Linked DNA regions of Gossypium hirsutum: region 2 is linked to region 1. A link is a contact called in public Hi-C data. All regions are on one chromosome and are shown on one strand. Each heading gives the region's core, a stretch centred on a gene start, on an enhancer-like site or on the middle of the called end of the contact. The rest is flanking DNA. Distances are from core to core; before and after follow the strand shown.

What was found. A called contact is a pair of places that touch in the nucleus more often than the background predicts.
Region 2: a contact with region 1 is called in a Hi-C map of leaf, with 3 times the contacts expected there. The contact joins the promoter of LOC107922428 here to the promoter of LOC107921660 in region 1. A contact is called at or near these places in 2 of 34 Hi-C or Micro-C datasets (both in leaf).

What each region holds. Positions count from the first base shown.
Region 1 is chrD01:23,987,503-23,993,931 of Gossypium_hirsutum_v2.1, forward strand. LOC107921660 reads left to right here and starts at 2,410. Exons shown (of 3, transcript XM_016851487.1): 1 at 2,410-2,443; 2 at 2,575-2,650; 3 at 2,790-3,315. The coding sequence starts at 2,410. The coding sequence ends at 3,315.
Region 2 is chrD01:24,124,477-24,130,905 of Gossypium_hirsutum_v2.1, forward strand. LOC107922428 (argininosuccinate lyase, chloroplastic) reads left to right here and starts at 2,881. Exons shown (of 6, transcript XM_016852462.2): 1 at 2,881-3,314; 2 at 3,516-3,896; 3 at 4,530-4,678; 4 at 4,881-5,172; 5 at 5,380-5,544; 6 at 5,654-6,121. The coding sequence starts at 2,988. The coding sequence ends at 5,917.

The DNA.
Region 1 (6,429 bases), core at 1,160-3,659:
ACAATAAATCTAAATACACGAATCTTTTCAGACTCAAGTTTTAAACGATCTCAGGAATTAAGAAAAGATCGTGTCCTAACTCACTAGGCATGATCCCCTTTTTTAAAATTCGAGATAGCCAAATATTTTCTTAAATAAGTAATTTTTTCGGCATATATTCTCGTATCGAGAATTCGATACGTTATGTCCTAACGCATTGGATATGACATGTCGTTTTCTCGAGATGAGGATTTTTCTAAAAAATAATAAAGGTAATATTTTGTGTTTGGAAATTCGAGAAAATGTGCCCTAACGTGCTGGGTTTTGACTTCTCGTTTGACCAAATAGCCAAATATCCTCTTAAATCCCAATCCATGTCATTCGAGTTTTTTTAAGGATCGTACTTTAAATCTCTTTAAAGTTTTCAATCTTCGACATTAAGACATTAATTAATCAACTAGGTACCAATTTTGGGCGTTACGAGGGTGCTAATCCTTCCTCGTACGTAACCAACTCCCGAACCCGTTTTTTTAAATTTCGTGGACCAAAATCGTTGTTTTAATAAAATTAAATTTTTTATTAAAAACAACCACTTTTCAAGGTGACCCGATCACACCTCATCAAAAAAGATTGGTGGCGATTCCCATTTTAATTTTCTTTTTCAAAATCCAAGACGACCTTGTTTTGTCAAAAAAATTGTGTCAACAGAAGGTTTAAACCTAACTGAGATTATACTTATTCCGAAGACCTCCAACCCCACAAATCTTGCTAATTTAAAACCCATTAGCTTATGCACAATTATATATAAAATTATAGCCAAAACTATTGCCAATCGTCTTCAGGAATTCATTGGAACGTGTATAGATAATGCTCAAAATGCATTCGTTCCAGGGAGGCTCATATCAGACAATGTATTGATAGCCTATGAAATTCTACATACACTTCGCCAAAAGCGAACGGGGAAAAAAGGATTCATGGCGATAAAGTCGGACATGAGTAAAGCTTACGATAGAGTTGAATGGGCATTCTTGAAGGAAGTTATGATCCGTATGGGCTTCACACAGGAATGGGTGTCATTAATTATGAGATGTATTTCTACAGTCTCTTATGTAGTAAACACCAATGGAAGGAGAGGCAGTGTTTCTAAACCTACCAGAGGACTCTGACAAGGTGAACTACTTATCCCTTTTCTTTTTCTTATTTGTAGCGAAGGACTTTCGTCCTTACTAAGGATTGTAACAAGAGAGGGTTTGATAAAAGGAGTGAAGGCTAGCAAAAGAGGCCCGACAATTTCACACTTATTATTTGCAGATGACTACATTTTGTTTGGCGAAGCTACAAAAAGCAGAACAAGGATCTTAAAAGATATTTTGAAGGAGTATGAGATTTGCTCCGGTCAATGTGTAAATTTTAATAAGTCTATGATCTTCTTCAGCTCTAATACAGTGGAAGAGGATAAAGAGAATATCTCTACTGAAATGGGAATAAGGCACTCGACTAATATAGAAAAATATTTAAGACTACCAAATATGGTAGGAAGGAAGAAGAAGGAATCTTTTCAGAATCTAAAGGACAGAATTAAGTAGAGGATCAAAAATTGGAGTACACGTTTTCTATCTCAAGGGGAAAAGAGGTTTTCATAAAATCAGTACTTCAAGCAATTCCAACTTATGCTATGACCTGTTTTCTGCTACCAAAATCGCTTTGTGGGGAGTTTGAAAATATGTTTGCTAGATTCTAGTGGCAAAAAGGAAAAGGCAAGAAAGGAATTCATTGGTGTCAATGGGAATATATGTGTAGTTCTAAAGAGGAGAGAGGTATGGGCTTTCGGAATATGGCGCAATTTAATATATCACTACTAGCTAAACAAGGATGGAGGATTATGAATAATCAGAATGCTCTTGTTACGCAAGTATTTAAAGCCAAATATTTCCCGAATGACCATTTTTTAAATTCCTGTTTAGGAAATTCTTGTTCTTATGTGTGGAAAAGTATTTAGGCAGCTAAAGCTTTATTGATAAAAGGACAATATTGGAGGGTGGGTACAGGTACTAGTATATTCATTAAAGATGCTTGGATTCCAGATTCAGTTAATTTTAAATTATCAACAGAAATCAACTCTATGCGCGATTCCAAAGTAAATGAGCTGATTGACAGTAATAATAGAATTTAGAAAAAGGAGCTGATTAGTAATACCTTCATAGAAGAAGACGCTGCAAGACTCATCCGAATCCCTCTAGCACGAACACCTTATGAAGACTTTCTTATTTGGGGAGGTGAGATGTCGGGTGAATTTAAGGTCCGAAGTGCCTATAAACTATTACAGAGATCGGATGAAAATCCTAGAGCTTATGCTTTACAAACCATCTACAGTAAATTTTATAAACAACTTTGGAGCCTGAATCTACCAACAAAAATAAAGGTTACAATATGGAGGCTATCATGGAACTATCTACCTACAAAGGTAAATATGTAGCACAGGAAGCTAGCAGTCAATACAAGTTGTTCCCGATGTGGAGAAAGAGCTGAAACAATAAATCATTTATTTCGTGAATGCCCTGTTACAATTGATGTATGAGAGCATTATCATTTCAGAATATTATGATGAATCAAAGCGAGGACTTTGTACAGTGGTTTACCTGGGTGCTAGCGCAACTCAACCCTTGTCAAGGTCAGCTTTTCTGTTATGCACTTTGGGCCATATGGGGAGATAGAAACAAAAGAGTACACTAAGGAAAAGTCAGAAATGGGAAGGAAATTGCAAAATTTATAAACAATTACATCACTGAGATAACTGGTTTTGAAAAAAGAGATCCGAGAATAATAAAAGAAAACAAGAGATGGAAGTACCCACAGTGGGAGTTCATCAAGATCAACTTTGACGGTGCATATAATGAGAGCCAAAATCGGTCAGCTTCAAGTATTGTGGCCAGAGATTCGGAAGGAAAAGTTCTTTTATCTTGTTCAGAAATCCACGATGACATATCATCTGCTTTTGCTGCTGAAGCAATAGCCTGTTGGAAAGCAGTCCAAGTAGGAGTTGAAAAGGGATGGCAGTCACTCATCTTTGAAGGAGATTCCCTCGCAATAATCAAGAAATGTAGCACAAAGGGTCAAGATCGATCAATGGTAGGGGCATACATTTATGATATCCAACAGAAAATACATGGACTAAATAATATCAGATTTCAACATACACCAAGATCTGCAAACAATCTTGCACATATTCTTGCAACAGAAACGCTAAGAAGAAGAGAGGAAATATACCTGGAAATGGGAGTTCCCGAGTATGCTGAGGATCAAACACGGTATGATGGGGTGAGCGAGCCAGACTAGGAAAGCCTCAGGAGATGAAGAATGGAAGAGAGAAAGTTTCAAAACAAAAAGAAAATAGAACGATCTACAAGGAAAGTTTTGAAAATGAAATCGTCAAAAGGAAAATGAAATGACAGAAAGAGGAGAAGACAGATATCAGTAAATTCTGATTGGGCAACGGATCAACGCATTTAGTGTCGTTTCTAGAATTTTCCATTATAATATCTAGATATTTTGTTTGTCTATGGCCATCTGAATTGGGTCGTTTCCTTAGGTTTAGGTTTCAATTTTTGAATTTATGTTTTTTGGGCCGTTTTTCTTAGGTTTAGGTTTCATTTTTTGAACAGCTGCTTTTCTATTATTTTATTAATAAAGCCCAATCTGAAAATTTCAAAAAAAAAACACTAATAAATGTTATTAAGATATATTAATTATTTTAATAATTCAGTACTAATAAAAAATTCATATTATTAAAGCATTTGTACAAACAATAAAAATGGGTATATTATAAAAATAAATTCTTTTTAAATGTATATTATAAAAATGGGTACAAACAATATAGTTATTTTTAAATGTATAATTATCACAAATTATATCTTACATTATTATAATTATTTTTAAATGTCGATTTAGTAATATGGTGGAAGGTATTCTCATCGGTTCAAAAGTTTTTTTCAAATTTGTACTTTTATATATACTAGTTCTCATGTCACGTGCGTTGCAAGTGATTTACATATTTATTTTTAAAATAATATATTTTAATAATTTTTAAATATATATTTTCTAACTAAATATGAATTGGTCTAATTTACCCATTTTGGTGCCTAAATTTGTCATTTTTTTCTAATTTGGTGGCTAAGCTTTTTTTAAGTTCAATTTGGTACCTAAACTTTTCAAATGTTATACAAATTACCCCAAAATACTAACGATGATAGTTTTTCTTTTTGTTGAAAAAATCTGATTTAGAAAACAGTTTTCAATCATAGCAAAAACTTACAATTTTGAAAACCGAGCTGTTTTGTGATATTTATAGTGAAAATTTTTCTTGAAAAGTACCTATTTTTGGTGTGAGATGGATCTGAAATGTTCCCAACTTTCGACCGAACAACCTTCTTTACTATCATCGTACCTCGAATTACGTCAAATGTGAGCTAGAATAACAAAAACCAAATACATAACCAAAAACAATTTATTCCTTACAGTAGGAAAGTTATTCTCTCAAATAGAAATTGATAGAAATCGTAATTTCCAGAAAAAAGAATTTATTCTCAAAAAATAAATTCCCACTACTTTCTGATAGAATAGCAATATATGAATGCGTGTAAAACTTGTGTGTTAATAGCTTTACCAATGCTATCTATTTATGGGGAGGGATAGGAAAATTTTGATTGAATAAGTATAACAAAAATAATATTTATTTAATAGAAAAACAATCTTATAGTCTAACTAGAAGGGGGGAACTCCCTCTCAATTCCTTTAGGGTTGTTGACCCTCACATGTTTATGTGAGGCTAATTGAGCCTCTCATGTATTGAGTCTAATTATATGTGCTTCTTAGACTTTTGACCCAACACTTTATAATTTAATCAAACTTAAAAAATAAATATTAATTAATATAATTAATCAAATTAGCTAAATTAATTTCTCAATTAAATAATTTTATTAATCTAATTCTAATTTAATTAAAATCATGATGACTTTACCGTAAAAGAATCTATGAGAAAATATATTTAAAATTTCCATATTCAATGGATTCATAAAGACTAATTAATTTATTTCATTTTTTAACTTCAATTATTTAATTGCAATTAATTAAAAAATAATTCAAAAAACTTAAATTAATTTTCAAGTCATTTCTATACCCAATGAGAAAACAAATTTATTTGTGAATGTGACTCATTTTTCTAACTTTATCCTTTATATTCATTTATGTTAATTTGGTTTTACATGCAATTTATTTATGGTTTCAACAAGCTAGCAGAGGGATTGATGAGACATATATAATTAGGGATCAAATAATTTATAATTAAGTTCCAACTTTTCACCTATTAATTATAAATTTATTGAGTCATGAAGTCATTTTACTATAGTATTGTGATTGAGCTCTCCCTAATTACATGTCATTATGAAAGTTACTTAATCAGTGCTCGCCTAATGATCTTGTCATAAGTGTGTTACCTTTATAGGATATATTTAATCTCTTTCGGATAAATCTGTTCTCCAATATAATCCTATTTTTCTCTTGGTAACCATTTCACATTCCTTCATAAAAAGTCAATTACTATCGAATAGTAATCAAACCAATTATCACAAAGACAAACGACTCGTAGTCACGTTTACTTTTCATCTATCATGTAATGCAAATGAGAGGATATCATTTACCCATTAGTTGGATTATGAATTACATTACTGTGAATGATGCTACATATTGTAGATGTCGTATATCCAACGCACCATCTTTTAATTTCTTATCTATTTGAACTCAAGCATTTACTTACATCAAAATATACGAGTCATGCATACATAGTCCATCATCCCCTCAGTGTAATGCCCCAAAAATTTAAGTTTTGTTTTGCTAGTTGTTGTCATGTGATTTGGTTTGGTTAAGTGGTTAAGCACTTAGTGTATTTGCTTAAGGTTCTATGTAGTCTCCATATGTGTAAGGAATATTTTATCTTTTTCATTCTCTAGTAAGCTAGTGTAGGAGTTTGGATTAAATTTAAACTTTAGAAAAAAATCTAATTAGTTAGTAGGATAGGATTTGAATTTTTTTTTTTTTGAAAATAAATTGGTTGTTGATAAATTAATTAAACTTATTGCCTTGTAGTCCATTTTGTTTTTGTTTTTTATTTTGTTCTTATTCATTTTCTTTCCCTATTTCCCACATTTCATTAGTGGTTTTTCTTTTTCTTTTATTTTTTCCATTCTCCCTTCCCACATCTTTCTCCTGTTCGTTTCTTTTTTGCTCTCTTGTTCTTTTGTTTTGTGTTCTTTCACCTGTTGTCATCATTTACAATTAGTTTTGGTTGTTTTGTCTTCATTTAGTCAGGTTTAGTTTGCAGAGGTAAGGTGTTATTATTATTATTTACTCAATTCCTTCGTTATAATTGTTTGATGGGCATTAAGCTTCGCTGAA
Region 2 (6,429 bases), core at 1,631-4,130, 140 kb after region 1:
TTCCATACTTTCATAACATTGCCAATCGAAACACTTACCGTTCCTTCCCTTTGTATGCCCGTTGAACCACTTAGAATAATAGTGGATACGCGGGAATCTCACACACTGTGTGCTAATATATGGTTGAAACCATTTCTTTCCTTTTCCTTTACATAGATGCTATCACTCGAGCCATAAATGGGTCTACTCACACAAGCTGTCGGTCGGAACGTAGCTACTCGGTGCTACTTACACAAGCTGTCAAGTAACCGCAACACATGCCGGAAGCTCAGCCACCGTAGGACGTTCAAGACCAGCACCCGAAACACACTAACCCTAATGACATGTCAATTGTATCCTATATATTCTTAAGGTTCAAATGGGGCTAGATAGTCATCATACGTTGTTGAATTTTCATCGTTTCTTTACTCGATAAATTGTATAATTAACATATATATATTAATTCATTTTCAATAAAATCATATAATAACATTCAATTTAATCAACATTATACATAGTACAGTTCATATGAACTCACTTGGCTAAATTGTAGAAATGTCAAAGTACAGAGGCATTTTGGTAATTTTCCATTTTCCTCGATTTCCCACCCGATCTTGATCTAAATTAATAATTTCATTAAATATATTAATTTAGACAGTAAAAAATATATTTCTGTAATTTAGTATTTATGACATTTTTACAAAATTACCCCTAAAGTTTTACTTTTATTCAATTTAGTCTCTAAGCCCAAAACATGCAAATTAGCCATTTTTACCCAAAATTTAGCCTAGTATAATACTTGTGGCATCCAATACAGCCCATTTATGCAACAATTTCACAAAAATTCCTTGTATTTTTATTATTTTAACAATTTAGTCCCTAATCGATAAATTCATCAAAAATCATTTAATAAAATACTTTTAAATAAAAAAAATATCTCTAATTCATCATTTAACATCTAAAATCACAAGGTTCATCAATGGCAACATTCAAAATCTTTAACAATTTCAAAATTGAAGGTACGGGCTAGCTGGACCTAATTGCAACGATTTTAAAAACATCAAAAATATTAAAAACAAGCAAGATTTACCTCTTAAATGGAAGAACCCTAGTTGTCTGAACTTGTTTCTCCTTTAAAAATGGTGTTTTCGGTTTTCTTGCATAATTAAAGAAGATGATAGCTTTTTACATTTTATGATCTTTTATTTTTCATTAACATAATTACAAATTTACAACATTAACCTTTAAAATACACTTACAATATCACTAAGACACTCCATAATTGTCCATCACATAAATATATGGCATAATTACCATCTAAGGAAGGTTTAATTGCACAATTGATCCTTCAATTAAATTAAATTCTAACTAAATAAACTTATTTACAATTTAATCCTAAACTAATTAGGACTAAAAGAGAAAATAATCCAAAAGCTAGTGGATTTAATCAGGTCACCACCGCTTGGAATCTTTGACCATGAGTTAATTACCATTTTTGTCCTTTTTGCATTTTAAAATTATAGCGATTAACTTTTGCATCCTTTACGATTTAGTCCTTTTTAATTAATTAACTATCGAAACATTAAAAATTTTCAACGAAACTTTAATACCACCTTAAATACACTCCGTAAATATTTATAAAAATATTTATGGCTCGGTTTATAGAAACGATGTCCTGATACCTCATTTTCTAAAACCACGTAACCTTAGGGTCTTACCACTTAAACTTAATAAATCGCTTATATAACATAAATTATCAAATCAAAACCCTTTTTAAAATCACATTTGACTCGTAAATATTAAATACTAATATTTACGAACGTTCTCTTCGGATTTGGTGGCCCCGAAACTACTATTTTTGACACCACTGAAAAACGAGCTGTTACAGCCTAGGCCCGACCCAAGCTAAATTTGCAAAAAGAAAAAAATATTGTTTTATTGTTTTTTTCTCACTGTTTTGTTGTCATTTTACTATTATGTCGCTACTATTTTGTTATCATTGTTTTGATATTGTATAACTCTTATTTTATTATTAATTTTTCTACGTTTTTAGAGGCATTTGTTTGTTAAGTTGCACCTATGTTATTTAAGTATAAATATTTATTAAATTTATTTTTAATTTGTTGAGAAACATTTATTTTAATGTTTTAGTGATTTGATGTATTATATTTTAAAAAATATATAAAATATAATAAAAAAAATTAACATGACCAGGCCAGGCCGGGCCGGGCCTGAGTTTTAGCATTTTTATCCGGATTGTGCTAGAGTTTATGCTTCAAAATGCTCTTTAATGCTTAAATTAGTGCACTGAAGAAAAGAGTTTGATATAAGGTAAACAAGTTAGAGAATAAGAGGTTATATTTGAGGTCAATCCACATCTTTTAGATGGAGTGGTGTTCCCAGTTATAAAGTTCATGAACACCTTTTTCCCGAGTGAATGACTTTAATTTATGTAAAATCTTTTTTTATTTTAACGAGGGAAAGGTAACGTCTTATTTTTTCCATGTGTCATAATGATATTAGCCATTTATACTTTGCATCTAAAAGAGTTTGAGCTCATACGAGTTTTTAATTTATTAGAACTTATGTTTTGTGAATTTTTTATAGACTTATTTTATAGGTTTGAGCTCATTTTTATAGATAAATATGTAAAAATCTTACAATTATAATTAAATAACCTTTAATTAATTAAAATATATATTTTTAAATTTAATTGTGAAATTTAAAAATTAGTTATCAATTTATTAAAAACTATTAAGTAGGAGGATTACATCCACAGCTTGAGTTGTTGTCCATTAGCTCCAAAAAAGAAGTCCATTAGCCCAAAAGCAAGACCCGACATATTCGATCCTAAACTAGGCCTATTACAGTTCGACCCGACAGGCCCGACACAGTTGCAGAAAAGAAAACACCCTAAACCCTCCTTGCTTGCTAGTGCTAACGAAGTGGCAAAGGTAAAAGCAAGCAAGGCGCACTAGAATCTCTCTTTTTTATCTTACCCTTCTTTAATGGAATCCTTACGTTCTTCTTCTTTGCAAACACCATTTTTTTTCTCCCAATCGACTGTCCTCTCCAACAAATCCGTGTCTAACCCAAGAACCATATCCCCATTGATGCATCGAGCCAAGTCAAGGTTCGAACCATTGCGGTGCACCACGAGTCACTCATCTGAAACAGAAGCAAAACCAAAGGAGACAAAGCTTTGGGGTGGGAGATTCGAAGATAGTGTGACTGATATCGTTGAGAAGTTTACTGAGTCTATCTCGTTTGATAAACAGTTGTATAAGCATGATATTATGGGAAGTAAAGCCCATGCTTCTATGCTTGCTGAACAGGTCCTTTTTTTTTTTCTCATCTTGCATTTATTGTTTTTAGAGTGTTTTTAATGAGTTTATGGCTTGTCAGAATTTGGGTAATATTGTACTTTGTAGATTTGCAAAACCCAATTTCTGATAATTTGTCTTGTATAATGGTATTTTGCTAATTTACTCCAGCTAATTCAAATGCATGTGGGTTTTTCTCATTTTTGCTTGCAGGGTTTGATTAGCTTTAGTGATAGGGATAGTATTTTGAAAGGTCTAGATGAAATAGAGAGACGCATTGAAGCTGGTGAATTTGTGTGGAGGACTGACAGGGAAGATGTCCACATGAACATTGAAGCTGCACTGACAGATTTGGTTGGTGAGCCTGCAAAGAAACTCCACACTGCTCGAAGCCGAAATGATCAAGTTTTGACTGATTTCCGCCTGTGGTGTCGTGATGCTATAGACAGGATTATTAGTAGCATTAGACATCTCCAAGTTGCTTTGGTGAAGTTGGCTCTAAATAATGAGGGTCTCATCATTCCTGGTTATACACATTTACAGAGGGCACAACCTGTTTTACTTCAACATCTTCTTCTAGCATATGTGGAGCAGGTTTGAATCATTTCATTCATAAGCTATTCTAGATCAAACCGAACATCCATGTATGTTATATATATGATTATTATCTAGTGAACTAGCACTGAGTTTTCCAACTCCAGAAGCAGGGTTAAAAAACCTTAACGTGTCTCGTATATATGTCAAAATAAAGCGGTTGCTTTATTGGTTAATTCGAAAACTTTGTTCTTGAACTTTTAGAATTTAGAAAGAAGCTTATCTGATTAATATTTCTAATACAAAAATGACTAAGTTTGAAAGCATAACACATTCATGGTGAGTGGCTTACTCCCCTAAAGGTAAATAAAAGTAGGAAATGAAGGAACCTGGGTAAACCTACGATTGTGATTATAAATGGTTAGTGGTTATGATCAAGTCAACATAATATCTGAAGTCTTTGAATATTGGAATCCACATGATGTGGTGTACTCATCAACTTATAAACAAATTAATAATTGTTATATCCCTGAGAAGGCCATGTGTTTTTTCTTAAAGAAAAAAAAAAGTTGTTCTTATATATAATAATTGAGAAAAAAATTGCAGATGGTTAATTCTGATTTCTAATATTTTCATGATGATATGTTTTATTATTTGCCTCTTGGATCACTAACTGAACCTTTTTGGTTGTAGCTTGACCGTGATGCTGGCCGTTTACTAGATTGTAGAGCTAGGTTGAATTTCTGCCCTCTAGGTGCATGTGCACTAGCTGGGACTGGCTTGCCGATTGATAGGTTTATGACTTCTGAAGCTTTGGGATTCACTGCTCCCATGAGGAACAGGTATGTGTGAAACAGCTATCATATTTCAGTTTCTGGAACGTCACACATGACCATTGTATGACTTGTAGCATGGAGGGTTGTTACCTTTGCATGGGATTTTGTCAGACTTGAGCCTAGATCTCCATCTTAATTATAATGTTTCATTAGATATGGATATCAGGCTTCTCTGTTAACATAGTTGCATTTTGCTATTTTTAAACAGTATTGATGCAGTTTCAGATCGAGATTTTGTCCTAGAGTTTCTTTCTGCTAATTCAATCATTGCGGTTCATCTATCTCGGATTGGTGAAGAATGGGTATTGTGGGCTTCGGAGGAGTTTGGATTCATCACACCAAGTGATTCTGTTTCCACTGGAAGTAGCATAATGCCTCAAAAGAAAAATCCAGATCCAATGGAACTTGTTCGAGGAAAGTCTGCTAGAGTTATCGGAGACTTGGTTACCCTTCTCACATTGTGCAAAGGACTTCCTCTTGCTTATAATCGTGATTTGCAGGTAGAAACTTATATTTTATTCATCTAATCTGGTTGCCCATTTTGGTTTATCCATTTCATGGGCTCATGGACACTTGACCATTCGTTGATGTTATGGTTTTATGTTGTTTAATTTGACCTTCTAAGGGTACTAAAGGCATCTCTTTGAGCTTTCTTCTCGTATTTTTCTTTATAACTTACCGAGTCAAGTCTTTTCCTGTTGAAATAGGAAGATAAGGAACCCACGTTTGACAGCGTCAAGACCATCACAGGCATGCTTGAAGTATCGGCAGAGTTTGCTCAGAATATTACCTTCAATGATAAAAGAATACGGAAGGCTTTGCCTGCAGGTTATCTTGATGCCACAACACTTGCTGATTATCTAGTTAAAAAGGCAAGATATTTTGTATTCCTCAATTTTTCTGTTTTCTTTAAGATTTTATCTCCTTGAACACAGTAAAATCTATGACCCCCCCCCCCCCCCTTGTTTTTAACCTCTGCAGGGGATTCCTTTCAGAACTTCTCATGATATAGTGGGACGATCAGTTGCACTATGCGTGTCTAAGAACTGCCAACTTCAAGACCTGAGTCTAGAGGACATGAGAAACCTAAGTCCTGTATTTGATAATGATGTGTATGAGTTTATTGGGGTAGAAAATGCAGTGAAGAAATTCAGTTCATACGGTTCAACTGGTTTTGCATGCGTTGCCGATCAACTTGACGACTGGGCTGCCAAGCTTGAAATCAACAAATCGACATGTCATTGATAGATGTGACAGAAATGGATGAGTTACTTGAGAGCTTTGAAAATAATGATTATGGCCTTGAAGGGATATAATGTTATTGGCATTAAAAAGAAGAGGAAAATGCCATGAGTGAGTAAAATGTCAGTGAAATGAGTATTGTCGTAAGATTTATTATTGAGCAGATGGTAAGTAGATGATGAATGCAGATAATGGTTTTTGATCAAATTATGTATGTTTGTTTTTAATGCTGAATCAATTACAGAGCCAGACATGACAGTAAGGAATAACCAACTTTAGTCAAGAATAGCAGAAAAAGGGAACATGTCGATAATTTCTCATACCAAGTATCTACTGCCAGTAGTAGCTATTAATTTTTTTTTGTCACAGGTGTTTTTTAAACAGTAAATAATTCATTATAAAATGTGCTTTATTTTTATGAGTGGGATGGAAGTCCAGTCCGATCCTATAATTAAGAAATAAGATAAATAACTATCACAATGGTTATTAGGTATTAATGTTAATGTGCTTTTATT